Regions from separate parts of the Zea mays genome. Here all the other regions are linked to region 2. The links are chromatin contacts, called in public Hi-C maps. All regions are on one chromosome and are shown on one strand. Each heading gives the region's core, a stretch centred on a gene start, on an enhancer-like site or on the middle of the called end of the contact. The rest is flanking DNA. Distances are from core to core; before and after follow the strand shown.

Evidence for each region. Hi-C and Micro-C count contacts between places; a contact is called where the count stands out from the background.
Region 1: a contact with region 2 is called in a Hi-C map of ear, with 3 times the contacts expected there. The contact joins the promoter of LOC541644 here to the promoter of LOC100280802 in region 2. A contact is called at or near these places in 5 of 25 Hi-C or Micro-C datasets (bundle sheath, ear, endosperm and 2 more).
Region 3: a contact with region 2 is called in a Hi-C map of ear, with 2.4 times the contacts expected there. The contact joins the promoter of LOC100191156 here to the promoter of LOC100280802 in region 2. A contact is called at or near these places in 3 of 25 Hi-C or Micro-C datasets (ear, endosperm and leaf).

What each region holds. Positions count from the first base shown.
Region 1 is chr1:185,951,108-185,955,059 of Zm-B73-REFERENCE-NAM-5.0, reverse strand. It overlaps LOC541644 (plastidic general dicarboxylate transporter), which reads left to right and starts at 1,947. Exons shown (of 4, transcript NM_001111399.2): 1 at 1,947-2,842. The coding sequence starts at 2,066.
Region 2 is chr1:186,344,231-186,348,082 of Zm-B73-REFERENCE-NAM-5.0, reverse strand. LOC100280802 reads right to left here and starts at 1,815. Exons shown (of 3, transcript NM_001367141.1): 1 at 1,661-1,815; 2 at 1,432-1,577; 3 at 752-1,332. The coding sequence starts at 1,790. The coding sequence ends at 820. It overlaps LOC103641388 (U-box domain-containing protein 15), which reads right to left. Exons shown (of 3, transcript XM_008664748.3): 3 at 2,837-3,852. The coding sequence ends at 2,994. It overlaps LOC103641349 (RNA cytosine-C(5)-methyltransferase NSUN2), which reads left to right. Exons shown (of 17, transcript XR_560270.4): 16 at 501-582; 17 at 668-814.
Region 3 is chr1:186,607,430-186,611,297 of Zm-B73-REFERENCE-NAM-5.0, reverse strand. LOC100191156 (arginine/serine-rich splicing factor SC32 transcript II) reads left to right here and starts at 1,264. Exons shown (of 8, transcript NM_001136592.1): 1 at 1,264-1,539; 2 at 1,626-1,704; 3 at 1,783-1,862; 4 at 1,945-2,011; 5 at 2,988-3,059; 6 at 3,398-3,625; 7 at 3,707-3,868. The coding sequence starts at 1,464. LOC100382484 reads left to right here. Exons shown (of 2, transcript NM_001175223.1): 2 at 1-124.

The DNA.
Region 1 (3,952 bases), core at 698-3,197, 390 kb after region 2:
ATAATATATCCAACATACATGTCTTAGTGCCACGGGTCATGATGGTGGCATGGCGTGACTTTGATGACATGGATCTTGGCACTGAGTTACCCTATACTGCTCGATCATTCTCTTCTCTCCTATTTGTTCATCGCCTCTCGCTGTCGTGCAGTTGGACTTGGTGTCACCCCTTTCCCATCCGTGCCTCGTGCCACGCCTTCTCTAGCCCCTAAAACCCACCACTTTGATTCCTGCATCATCTCGCCCATCGCTCGAGCCTTAACGTCGACTCTTGTTTGTCGCTTCAGACCTTGCACCACCTCCATCCGGTGAGGGTGATTTTTTGTTGATAGATAAATTAATATAGTAACATAAACATGTTAGTTACGGTAGTTAGTCAGGTAGGTATTTTCTAGTTAGTTTATTAGGTAAGTTTTAGTAACTTGATATTTAGGTAGTGAACACGGCGATACTAGTTAGTGAGTAGTTTTTGTAGTATTTAGTTTCATTTAGTTGCTTCTATCCAAATATGTTTGCTATTATTAAATTTGGTTCTATGTATGGTTCGCTACATGAAATATATGGATAATCTAGTAACTATATACCATTCGAGGTAGTGGACAAAAATAATTATGTAAATATTGAACTTATCAAGATGTAAAGCGAGTGTGTGATATTCAGTGATCGAGCATTCTCTGGTGAGTTAATTGCTAGAGGTAGGTAGGAGTTACATTTTAACGAAAATGTGGATGATATCTTAGTTGATAGGGCTGCTTCACTTGGGTTTGAAATATCAATTGTAAGGCACATGCCCTCAATTTTGTGTTGCGGTTTCTCTCCTCACCAGAAATACATTACTTCCCTACAACAATTAGATTTGGGATCTGCATCACGGAAGTTAGATTTTTATTTGTATGAGTTATTCAATTTTAATTATTTAAGTGATGCAATTTTTATTTGTTTTATGAATTGTGTAATTTTTAAGTAATTCAATTTTTATTTTTCTCATATAGCATGAATTATTTATTTTCAAGTATCGTATTTTTAAATCTTTTTATGAACTATGTAATTTTTATTTGCTTATTTATATATTCAACAATGTTTCATTTGCAATATAAATCTGTAAAAAAGCGATGTGATGTTGAGGTGAGCTTACGATGTTCGATAGTGCGATCGGTAATGTGATTGATGGTTGGAGTGGGTGTTAAGGGCCATTGCCTATAGGATGTTTGGTATAGCTTTTCTCCACTCTATAGCAGTTCTGCTTCAAAACTTTAGATGTAGTAGCTCTAAATGAATGTAATGAAGATCAATCTGACCTTGCTTTATACATAATAACTTGAACTTGCTTTATATATAATAAGATTATGCACATGAAGAATTTAGAATGTACCCGCCATTGGTATTGGCTATGAGAAAACAATATATGTCGTTTTTAAGAATTTTATAGCAGTAAAGGAGCTACTCCAAATCATTGTTACTTTTATCTCTCAAAACTTTATGGTGTTTGTAATGTTGGAGTTAGATTGTTTAGCTGACTGTGGTTAGATTTTTTCTCTTAATTTTTGCTCCAAACACAACTATTTTACCACGTCTATTAAATTTTCTAGAGCTAGCGAGAGAATACCCGAAACAAGGCGTGAGGAACAGAGGAGTACCCGAACGGGTAGAGACGGTGACCACGAGACATATGACGTGGGCACTGATGCACGTCATGTCATAGGCAATACCGTAGATTCCGCCCATATCAACATCTGAACCATACAGCCACACCTGACGATCCCAATCTTCCTTCTCACTGCCGATGGGGTCCACCCCGCCGATTCCTGAAACAAAACTGGTTGCGATGATCTGTCATCAAACCGAAGGAGATCCGCACATACGTACAATTGTACAGTACAGTAGAGAAACTGGTCCCACTAGTACACTACCCCTGCTGTCAAGAGCAGCCTGACAGTGACAGATCACGCCTCTCCAGCTCCCCGTTTTATAAAAACAAAACAAACAAAAACAAATCTTACCTGTCGTTGCTCTCCGCCGCCACCAGTGCCCGTAGCGCTCGCCGCCGCCGCCGCCGCCGCCACCAATGGAGAGCCTCCGGCTCGCCGTCACCCACCGACCGGCTCTCCCTCTCCCGACCTCCCATAGCCACCTCCGCCGCCGCCATCTGCACCTCCACCTCCACTCTTACCCCAATCCCCTCTCCCTCTCACCCCCCATCGCCTCCCACCTCTCACCTATCCCTCGCCGCCACCTGCCCCCGCTCCTCGCCTCCGCATCGGCCTCTCAAGCGAGCTCTAAGCCGGCGGCGTCGGCGGCATCTGGCGGTGCTAAACCGCTGCCCCTCTTTCTCTCGCTTGCCGCCGGCCTCGCCGTCCGCTTCCTCGTGCCGCGGCCGGCCGAGGTAACCCCAGAGGCCTGGCAGCTCCTCTCCATCTTCCTCTCCACCATCGCGGGGCTCGTCCTCGGCCCGCTCCCCGTCGGTGCGTGGGCGTTCCTTGGCCTCACAGCCACCGTCGCCACCCGCACGCTCCCCTTCACCGCCGCGTTCGGGGCGTTCACTAACGAAGTCATCTGGCTCATCGTCATATCCTTCTTCTTCGCGCGCGGCTTTGTCAAAACCGGACTCGGCGACCGCGTCGCCACGTACTTCGTCAAATGGCTGGGGCGCAGCACTTTGGGCCTATCCTATGGGCTTGCCATCAGCGAGGCTCTCATCTCCCCTGCCATGCCCAGCACCACGGCCAGGGCTGGAGGTGTTTTCCTTCCCATCGTCAAGTCGCTATCGCTCTCGTCCGGAAGCAAGCCCAACGATCCATCGGCGAAGAAACTCGGCTCTTATCTTGTGCAATCGCAGTTACAGGTAACAACGGCGCGCTTGAATGCTTGATCATGCAGTGCAGATGCATGCTGGTTTTACATTAAGATGTTACCAGTCTAATAAATCCCGCTGTTATATCAGATATTCGTTTTGGCTCTGAGCCTTTTAAATTTTGTTCCAGATAGATGAATCGGTGCATGTGCCTGCCTAGTGCTTATATCTCTAGAAGCAGAAGCATGCTGCATGCATTTTTTTTTTCTTTCGGAAATCTGATAGTGATAGCTGCATCCGTTACTGTTACACTGTTACTGTTGTTGGGGGTGAACTTCTTACATAGATTATAAGTGGGATGTGTGCCGAGTAGGAGAAAGGGGGGAGAGAAGAGAAACGGGCCCTAAGTTTACCGTCAGCTTATGCACAAGAAAAGAAAATACGTGAGACAAACAAGTGGGCCTTAGAGTAGCTAACTACTAAATAGAACGAGTTGTATTATTAGCCTTGCTTAAAACTATTGTACTCTGTAATTGTTAATATGATAGGGCCTACTAATGGAAACTGCGTCTTAAGATTATTTAGTGTCTCATAGAAATCCACACTGATGCTAATCACCACTGAATTGAAAAACCGTGTTCACTCTTGAGTGCAGTTTGAGTCATTTGATTGCATAACAGTGATTTGAAGGACTGAACAAATTGATCCTTAAAAATATTTGTTATGGTTGTTTGCCTTGTTGGTCACTTGACTCAATGCAAAGAAAGCCGTGAAACAAACATGGCATTTCTATGAATCGTAGTGCATCGTATACTAATCATTTTGCTAGTCTAGCGTTCAGCTGGCTATTTTCTGGATACAGTGATACACAGATATAGAATTATAGATACATGTGTATTCATTTTATTGCTAAAGAATCTGGTAGATTCTTGTGCATACGGCCTTAGTCTGCTACTGCACCCCCCCTGTAGATCTAGCACTGGTCAAATGTTTTTTTTCTAGTGCTGGTTGAGTGTTTGTTCACCTAATTAGTAGCCAACATCTTGCTTTAGTTATGTGATGTAATGCATTAGTAACATCAGAGTCTCATTGTTTATAGATTTCAGTTGCTACTCTATGTCCTTACCTTCTTGTTGTTTCTGTATAAGATCGTGTTTATAG
Region 2 (3,852 bases), core at 566-3,065:
GCAGAGACAATTGTCAATGACGCTTTATATTTTTCCGTATGGATATAAATAGAGATTCGGGGTGAAGACTGTCAGATCAAGCAGGACCACGACTAGATCTGAAAATTTGGGCTGACCATTTTGGGTCGTCCACGGCCTAAAAATAGAACCTCAAAAAAACATGGCCCGACATGTCTCAAATTATTGTGCTGTGACTCAACACGATTAGATGGCCTACGCTGAGGCTGGCACACCAAGAAGTGAGACACGAATTAGTAAACTAACATTATGGTTATTTTATGCTCCAATAATTTTAACTGCTTTATACAAGTTATAGGAAACATCGATTCTTATATTCATCTTAGTAGAATATATGTTCTTATTATAAACATATATGTATATAGCAATTTTGAGTCACGTTGCATGACATAACAATCTATTTTTAATTGCTTTCTCTTGCTCTTATGATTTTTTAAATCTATAATAAAGCTATGAATAATTTGAAGTTATATATTTTTCAGCCCTAACGACGACTATGGAGCTTGCCTTGGCATCTTGACAAGGACCTACCTTCCTATTTGGTTGGCTGCTAATTAAAACTTGGTATACCACATTAATTAATTCTAGGCATGTGTGTTTTGTTTCACATTATAAAGTGGGATTTGTCAAACTTTGTTACGAATAGCAGGTTCTTAGTAATTTACACACGTCGGTTGGTTGGGCCTGGACGAAGGAAGGATTTGTACAGATCAGATGAGAGAGTTTTGAGTTTGCAACTATGAACTATGTACTACTATCTATCTCTTTCGACCAAGAGATGAAAAGCAAAACATAACTAAGCTAAACTACTAGCTCGTCGTCGTAGCTGTCGTAGTTGTCGTCGTCGTCATCCTCCGTATCGACCGTGAGCTGAGGGCCAAGATATGGCGCCCCGGCGACGGTGAAACCCTCGGGCAGGTCCGTCTCTTCCAAGACAGCGAAGCCCGGGAGGGACGGGACGGGGACGTCGGTGAAGTAGGTGGAGGGGCGGCCGTGGTCCTCCGAGTAGGGCGGCGTGAGCACGTCGAGGATGGCGCAGGGCGTGACGGCGGTGAAGGCGTGCAGGTTGCCGCCGCTGCGCGGGAAGAGGACGGACGCCGGGCAGGGCGCCCGGCGCACCACGTCCGCGGCCACCACCCTGGCCAGGCCACGTTTCCTCCTCCTGGGCGGCGACGGCGAATTATCAGGCGGCGCGGCGACCCAGTCGTAGGAGCGCACGCGCACGGAGCCGTACAGCAGCTTGCTGAGCACTACCATCTCCGGGTGGTCGTGCAGCGGCAGCGTCGCGCCGGCCGGGAAGCAGAAGACGCCAATCTGCGTGATGAATGCACGAGCAGGGACGCGGGGGAATCGGTCAGATACGAAGCACAACAACACAAAACTGACTCCAGCTAGGTAGCTAGCTAGCTTTACCGAGAAATCGTCGCACTGGTGTATGTGCACGTAGGTGATCCGCGTGAACGCCGGCGCCGGCAGGAGGAGGTCGTCGTCGGACGAGGACGAGGACGACGTCGGCTTCTCCCCGTCGTCGATCCCGACGTCGGCTGCTTCCACGCCATCTGAAGCAGAGGAAAAAAAACATTAATTAATTTATATTGACCGGGCGGCCAGGCGGCGAACAAGGCAGAGGTAGTAAACTGACCGAGGATGTTCTGCAGCCATGTGATGTCCCCGAGCGTGGGCGCCACCGGCGGCGAGGAGAAGACGACGTCGCAGGCGTCGTAGAGGCGCTGCACCTTGCTGAGTGCCATGATGTGCGGCGGGAGCGCCATGGTGGTGGTGGTGAGCTGTTGCGATGGAATTGCGGTCGTCGTGGTGATTTCATTTATAAAGCTTTAACGTGGTGCGGCATGGCCCGTGGGGTGGTCTGGACTCTGGATGCCGCCCAAACCGTGGTCGCGTGCGTCCCAGCCAGCCAGCCAACCCCGGGGCACTGCCCTGCTGTTTCTGACGGCGCTGCCTGCCTTGGCTGTTCGCGCGCCCCCTTTTTTCGTTTCCTGACAAAAAGTCTAAAACTAAAAACAACTTGCTGCACTGAACTTGTGTTCGGTCGCTTGGGATCTCGACAGCGTCCACTTTGGGGTTCGAGTTTTGTACATGTAGCGCCCGTCCACTCGATTGATAATTCTTTCTTTGTTTTTTTGGTTTGTTTTGGTCTGTTCAGATTTATTTCGGGAATGGTTTAATCCCACTTGCCAAGCACTACTATACCTTGTTAGCAAAGTTGTAGTATCTTGATAAAAGTCAGGATTTGAGCGTGATGTTTTCAACAGCTGAAGCATACGGTTCTTTTTTTTTTAAAAAAAAACATCTAGTCTAATACGGAGTATTGTATACGGCACGAATCCTATCCACAGAGGCGAAAAGACAAGTTATTCCACGCGCCTCTGCCAGTGGTAAGAACCGCTGCAACGGAAAAGCTGTGATGTGGGGTGGTGGCGGCGGTAGAGCAGCAAACATGGGCCGGCGCGTTGGTATGGATGCGCATGCATGCGCTGTGCCCAACACACAGGCCGACAGGCGCCCACGTGCCACTAGGGTGCTAATGGATTATGATCCAAATAATTTTTCATAAACTGTTAAGACTCTAAATAAAGTTTAATTAAAAAATAAATAAAAATAGAGTTTAATACTAACCTGATTCGATCATTAAATCTTTAGAGTCATTATCACCCTACGTGCCATCTATCACACCTAGCCTAGCTCATGCCATGGATGGATACACTTTATTATCTAGCCCGCTCCAGATATCCAATCCGGACGAAACGGCAAAAGAGGCCCAAAATACGATGGCCTGCCCAACATGGAAAAGTAGGGGAAAAAAAGAGAAGACATTTTTTTCTCACAAATTTCGGTGAAACAATGAAGAAAAGAAACTCCTAAACTATAGTGATCTATTAGGACAGCTGACAAACGTTTGTATCACCCGAAAATGAAAGAAAGAAAGAAAGAAAGAAAGAAAAAAGGTCTCAGGCTCAGAGCTTGCGCGCGAGCTGGATGAGCAAGTTGGCTTTCCTCTGCGCCCTGCTGGTGCCGTTCTTGGCGATCCTGGAGAGGTCCTCGTGGAGTCCGAACCTGAGCCCGTGCACCAGCAGCGGCCTGTTGTTGCTGCCCAGCTCCAGCAGCACCGACAGCGCGCACTCCTTGTTCTTGGGCGTGCCGTCCTTGATCAGCCGCACCAGCCTCTCCACGAACGCCGTCGTCCCGATCTCCGCGCGGCACGCCGCGTGCGACGACAGCACCAGGAAGATGGACAGCGCCTCGTCCACCATGCCCAGCGCGCTGTCGTCCATCACCCCGATCAGCGCCGCCACCACGCCCGCCTGCGTGGCCCGGACCTTGTTCTGCGGGCTCAGCACCAGGTTGAAGATGGCCGTGGCCGCGTCCTTCTTCCCGCGGGCGGTGCCGCTGCTGCGCAGGAGCTCCACCAGCGGGGCCAGCCCGCCCAGGCTCCCGATCGCCGCCTTGTTCTCGTCCAGCATCGACAGGCTGAACAGCGTCGCCGCCGAGTTCTCCTGCGCCTCCGGGCTGCCGTTCCGCAGGATCTCGATCACCAGCGGGATGGCGCCTCCCCTCGCGATCAGGGCCTTGTTCTTGTCGTCGATGGACAGGTTCAGCAGCGACGTCACCGTGTTCTCCTGCGCCTTCTTGTCGGGGCACGCCAGCAGCCCGATCAGCGCCGGGATGCCGCCGCTGTCGACGATCAGCGCCCGGTTCTCGGGGCACTCCTTGGAGAGCCGACGGATCTTCTTCACCGCCTTGCGCTGCACGTCGGGGTGGATGGACGACATGCCTTCCACCAGCGACGGGATGCTGTCGGCCGCGTCCGCCGCC
Region 3 (3,868 bases), core at 15-2,514, 260 kb before region 2:
GCTCGATCGTCGTGCAATATCGTACTACATGCGGATCTATATATGTACGTCGTATCTCCCTCTGAACTTTGTAAGCTTTGCGTACTGTACACACACAAACATATACGTGCATTCCTTTCAGAACAGTTGGAAAGTGTGCAGAGCAGGGTCGACTGAGGCTTTTCCCTCCCTTTTCTGTTTCTGCTTTTGTTGGCGACCAAAACTTCCTAACAGTAGGGCCTAGCTCTCATATGTCTTTCACACAGCGTCAATGCGTGTAAAGTCAAAAAGTCAAATGTAAACATATCCTATCCGCATGACGTCTTATAACTAGGTTGACAATAGACTCTAAATTTTACACTCTAAAATTTGATGATCAGATGAGATTATAGTGTCAGGCTCTATTTCTATTCAATTTTAAACTAAATACCGTTTGAAAACCGGAGCTTTTTTTCTAAAAAAACAGTGGAGTTGCTATAAGGAGCTCTCAAACGGTGTCCTGGACTCCTCAGGTCCTCCTATGTTCCTAAGATGGACCCCCTCGGCGCCCCCCTCGGCATCTCCCTGACAGGATGAAGGGCGGGCACACCCCAGCCGCATCCAACGAGGCAACGACGCTCCCTCTCGCGGGGGAGGGGGGAGGAGAGAAGAATTTCCCCTTCTACACTAATCAATGATAATAATTGCGAAATTAACTATTTTTAGTTTAATTAGCAGATAACAATATGTATTACGGTACTATAAATATGATAGTATTTTTAAAACTTTAAAAACTAACATATAAAAGACAAATAACCTAGTTCAAGAGTCAAGGGGGAGTTGAATAAGGGAACGGTTGGAGAGGAGAATAAACAGAGAAAAATGGTTGAGGGTGAAAATGATTAAGAGTGAGATATTTAAATATGAATAGAAAGTACGAATACGAGGAATTTAGGAAGGTAATGGTTGGAGATAGCCTAAGGTTATTTCTAGCTAAGCGTGTAATATATGTGTAATATATGCATGTATAATACTGTTTTGTACTGCACAGTAAATTATTTATAGAGTGAAATTTAAAATAAAAACCGAGATACGTTGTGTGACAGAGAGCTGGAGATACGACGGACCAAATTTCAAAGATGCAACTCAACACAGCATTTCGTAGTGTTCTGTCGGCACATCGCCTGGCAGTGTTCTGCAGCTTCATGGCGAGAAAGCACGTCGCCTGGCCGACCATGCGTTTCAGTTTTGAGAAACAAATACGTTCAAATGCTGCGTAGCGTAGCGTAGGCTTAAGAAGGTCATGTTCTGTTGAGTTTCAGCTTTGAGATTTGGATTGTCACGTAATTCGTTTCCCTGTCCTCCCCCTCTCGCTGAGCTGAGCCCACCTACTCCCTCCCACCACTTGCATTCACACACTCGATTCCGCTGCTCTCTCCCTCTTCCTCTCCCCCGCGGCGGAGCCATAAACCCTAGGCCTCGCCGTCGTCGGAGGCGCCGCCGTGATGTCGCACTTTGGAAGGACGGGTCCGCCGGACATCCGCGACACCTTCTCGCTGCTCGTCCTCAACATCAGCTTCCGTGAGCGAGACCTAACCCTAGCCCCCGCCCCCTTCCCTCTGTCTCTAACCGCTTCCTTCTCATATTCGTCTTCACCCTCTGCTCAGGAACCACGGCCGACGACCTTTTCCCGCTCTTCGAGCGCTGCGGCAAGGTCGTCGACGTCTTCATCCCGAGGGACCGCAGGTCAGGCGTCGGTTTGAATTCTCGGGCCGGTGCTTCGATGACTGTTTCCTCACGCTTCGTTTGTCGGTGTCCTCGCAGGACCGGGGACTCGAGGGGTTTTGCGTTCGTGCGGTACAAGTACGCCGACGAGGCGCAGAAGGCTATAGATCGGCTCGATGGTGGTTTTTTTTTTCGACTGTGCTCCACATGTGGGGATTTTGGAGCTTCTATTTTTGATAATTGTAGATTTTTTGGGTGCAGGCCGTAATGTGGATGGGAGGAACATCATGGTGCAGTTTGCAAAGTACGGCCCCAATGCTGTGCCAATGTGAGTAGGCACACCTGTATGTTGATAACCTGTTACCTGTGTTGTTTATGTAGTTATCATGACAATAAGAAGCATGATATTTATCTCATTTTGTTGTGGACCACTCTTGATTTGAGGTGACAATAATTATATGCTAACAGCAAGGAATATGATTAGGTTGATGCGTCTTGGTTTTTTATTTGTCTGAGATCTTGCTGACGGTTGATGCCTGATTATCTATCTCTTGTTACCCAAACATGTTTTGGTTAATCTTCTGAGATTAGCATACCAATGTACTAGTTATGCTTTGTTACCCAAACATGAATGAAGGACATACCTGGCACAGTGGTGAGAAGCCTTCCCACTGAGCCGAAGGCCCTTGGTTCGACGCAGCCTCTCTGCAAAAGAGGCAGGGGTAAGGCTTGCCTCAGTTATTCCTTCCCCAGACCCCACTCATGTGGGCCAACACTGTGTCTGTCCTTGATAATGTGATTGAACATTTTGGAGTTTGTTTGTTCTTAGTTTCTTAGTTCAAGACTACTAAAATAAGACTCGAAACAAAATCAGCAAAACTCTTGCCGTTCTCTGTATGTTTTCCCTTTTTTGGTTACAGCACATGAAATAGGTTGAGAGAATTAATTGTCAAATAATTTGTATGAACAGTCGAGCATTGTCTATCTAGCTTTAAGATATATAGCACGTTTTTCGTATGGTAAAATCCCAGTACCAGTACAATACTCATTATGTACATATAGTATGCCATATGCATTTATGGGGTAGCTTGTGTAAAACAGTCTGTTTAGCTAAACATATACAACTCAAAGACAACAATTGCATTCACTCATGTACTAGGTTCTGTTAGTTTTTCTTCTTCTTGAATTTATTTATCTCCTGAAGCTGTGTGCAAGAGAGTGTATGCATCCATTTATCTTATCCTCTACCTATTTCATTCAGGTCACCAAAGTTTGTCCCTGCTTTGTTTTTTTTGTGTCTGTAGCCACAAAGGAAGGGTCAAAGAGGGGGTTGAGAAATCAAGAGACAGGTCAAGGAGCCGTAGTCCAAGGCCAAGGTGAAGACTTTAGTTCCTTCCACATTATGTCCAGCATTACTTTAAATCATCTTTTATGGTAACCCCCCTATATATACATATATGTGCTCTGGTAAGTAACCCTCTCTCCAGGCCTCTGCTGTAGACATAGACTTCTTTCTCTGCAAGTAAGTGTCTACTTGATTACTGTCTTTGCTTTTGTTGCAGAGAGGCAATCTGTCGGTATTAACACTGCTTTCACCTTATTTGCAGAGAAGCATTATTTCTAATATGTCAATTTAACATATCCTTAACTGCCTTCATTTTGGCTTACTATCAGCAGTCTAGGCAACTTATAGTGCATGCATTGTTTTAACTAGGCACAGAGACAGAGATGATAGAAGGCGAAGTCGCAGCAGGAGCAGGAGCAGAGAAAGGCATGTCCATGATAGAGATAGGGACTATCGTCGTCGGAGCAGAAGTAGAAGCCGAAGTATGAGTTCAAGCCCTGACCACAAAAGTCATCGTAGAGCAAGAGATGATGTTAAGCGCAAGAGCAGAAGCAAGAGTAGAAGCAGGAGCAGGAGTAGAAGCCGCTCATACCACAGGTGCCTCAATACCAATGTGCAGGTGCACCATTTGGTTATTCTTTGCATGTTCCCAAATTATAATTTGATTTCTTTCAACAGTTCTTCACCTGCCCGGCGCAGTGCTAGTCCTCCCAAGAGCCCACCGCCACAGAGGAGCCCCACTCCTGAAAAGCATGCCAATGGAAAAGATTCACCTCTGTCACGCAGTGTATCTCCATCACCGAAGCGTGCAAGCTCCCGCAGCCCAGGCAGCGATAGCAA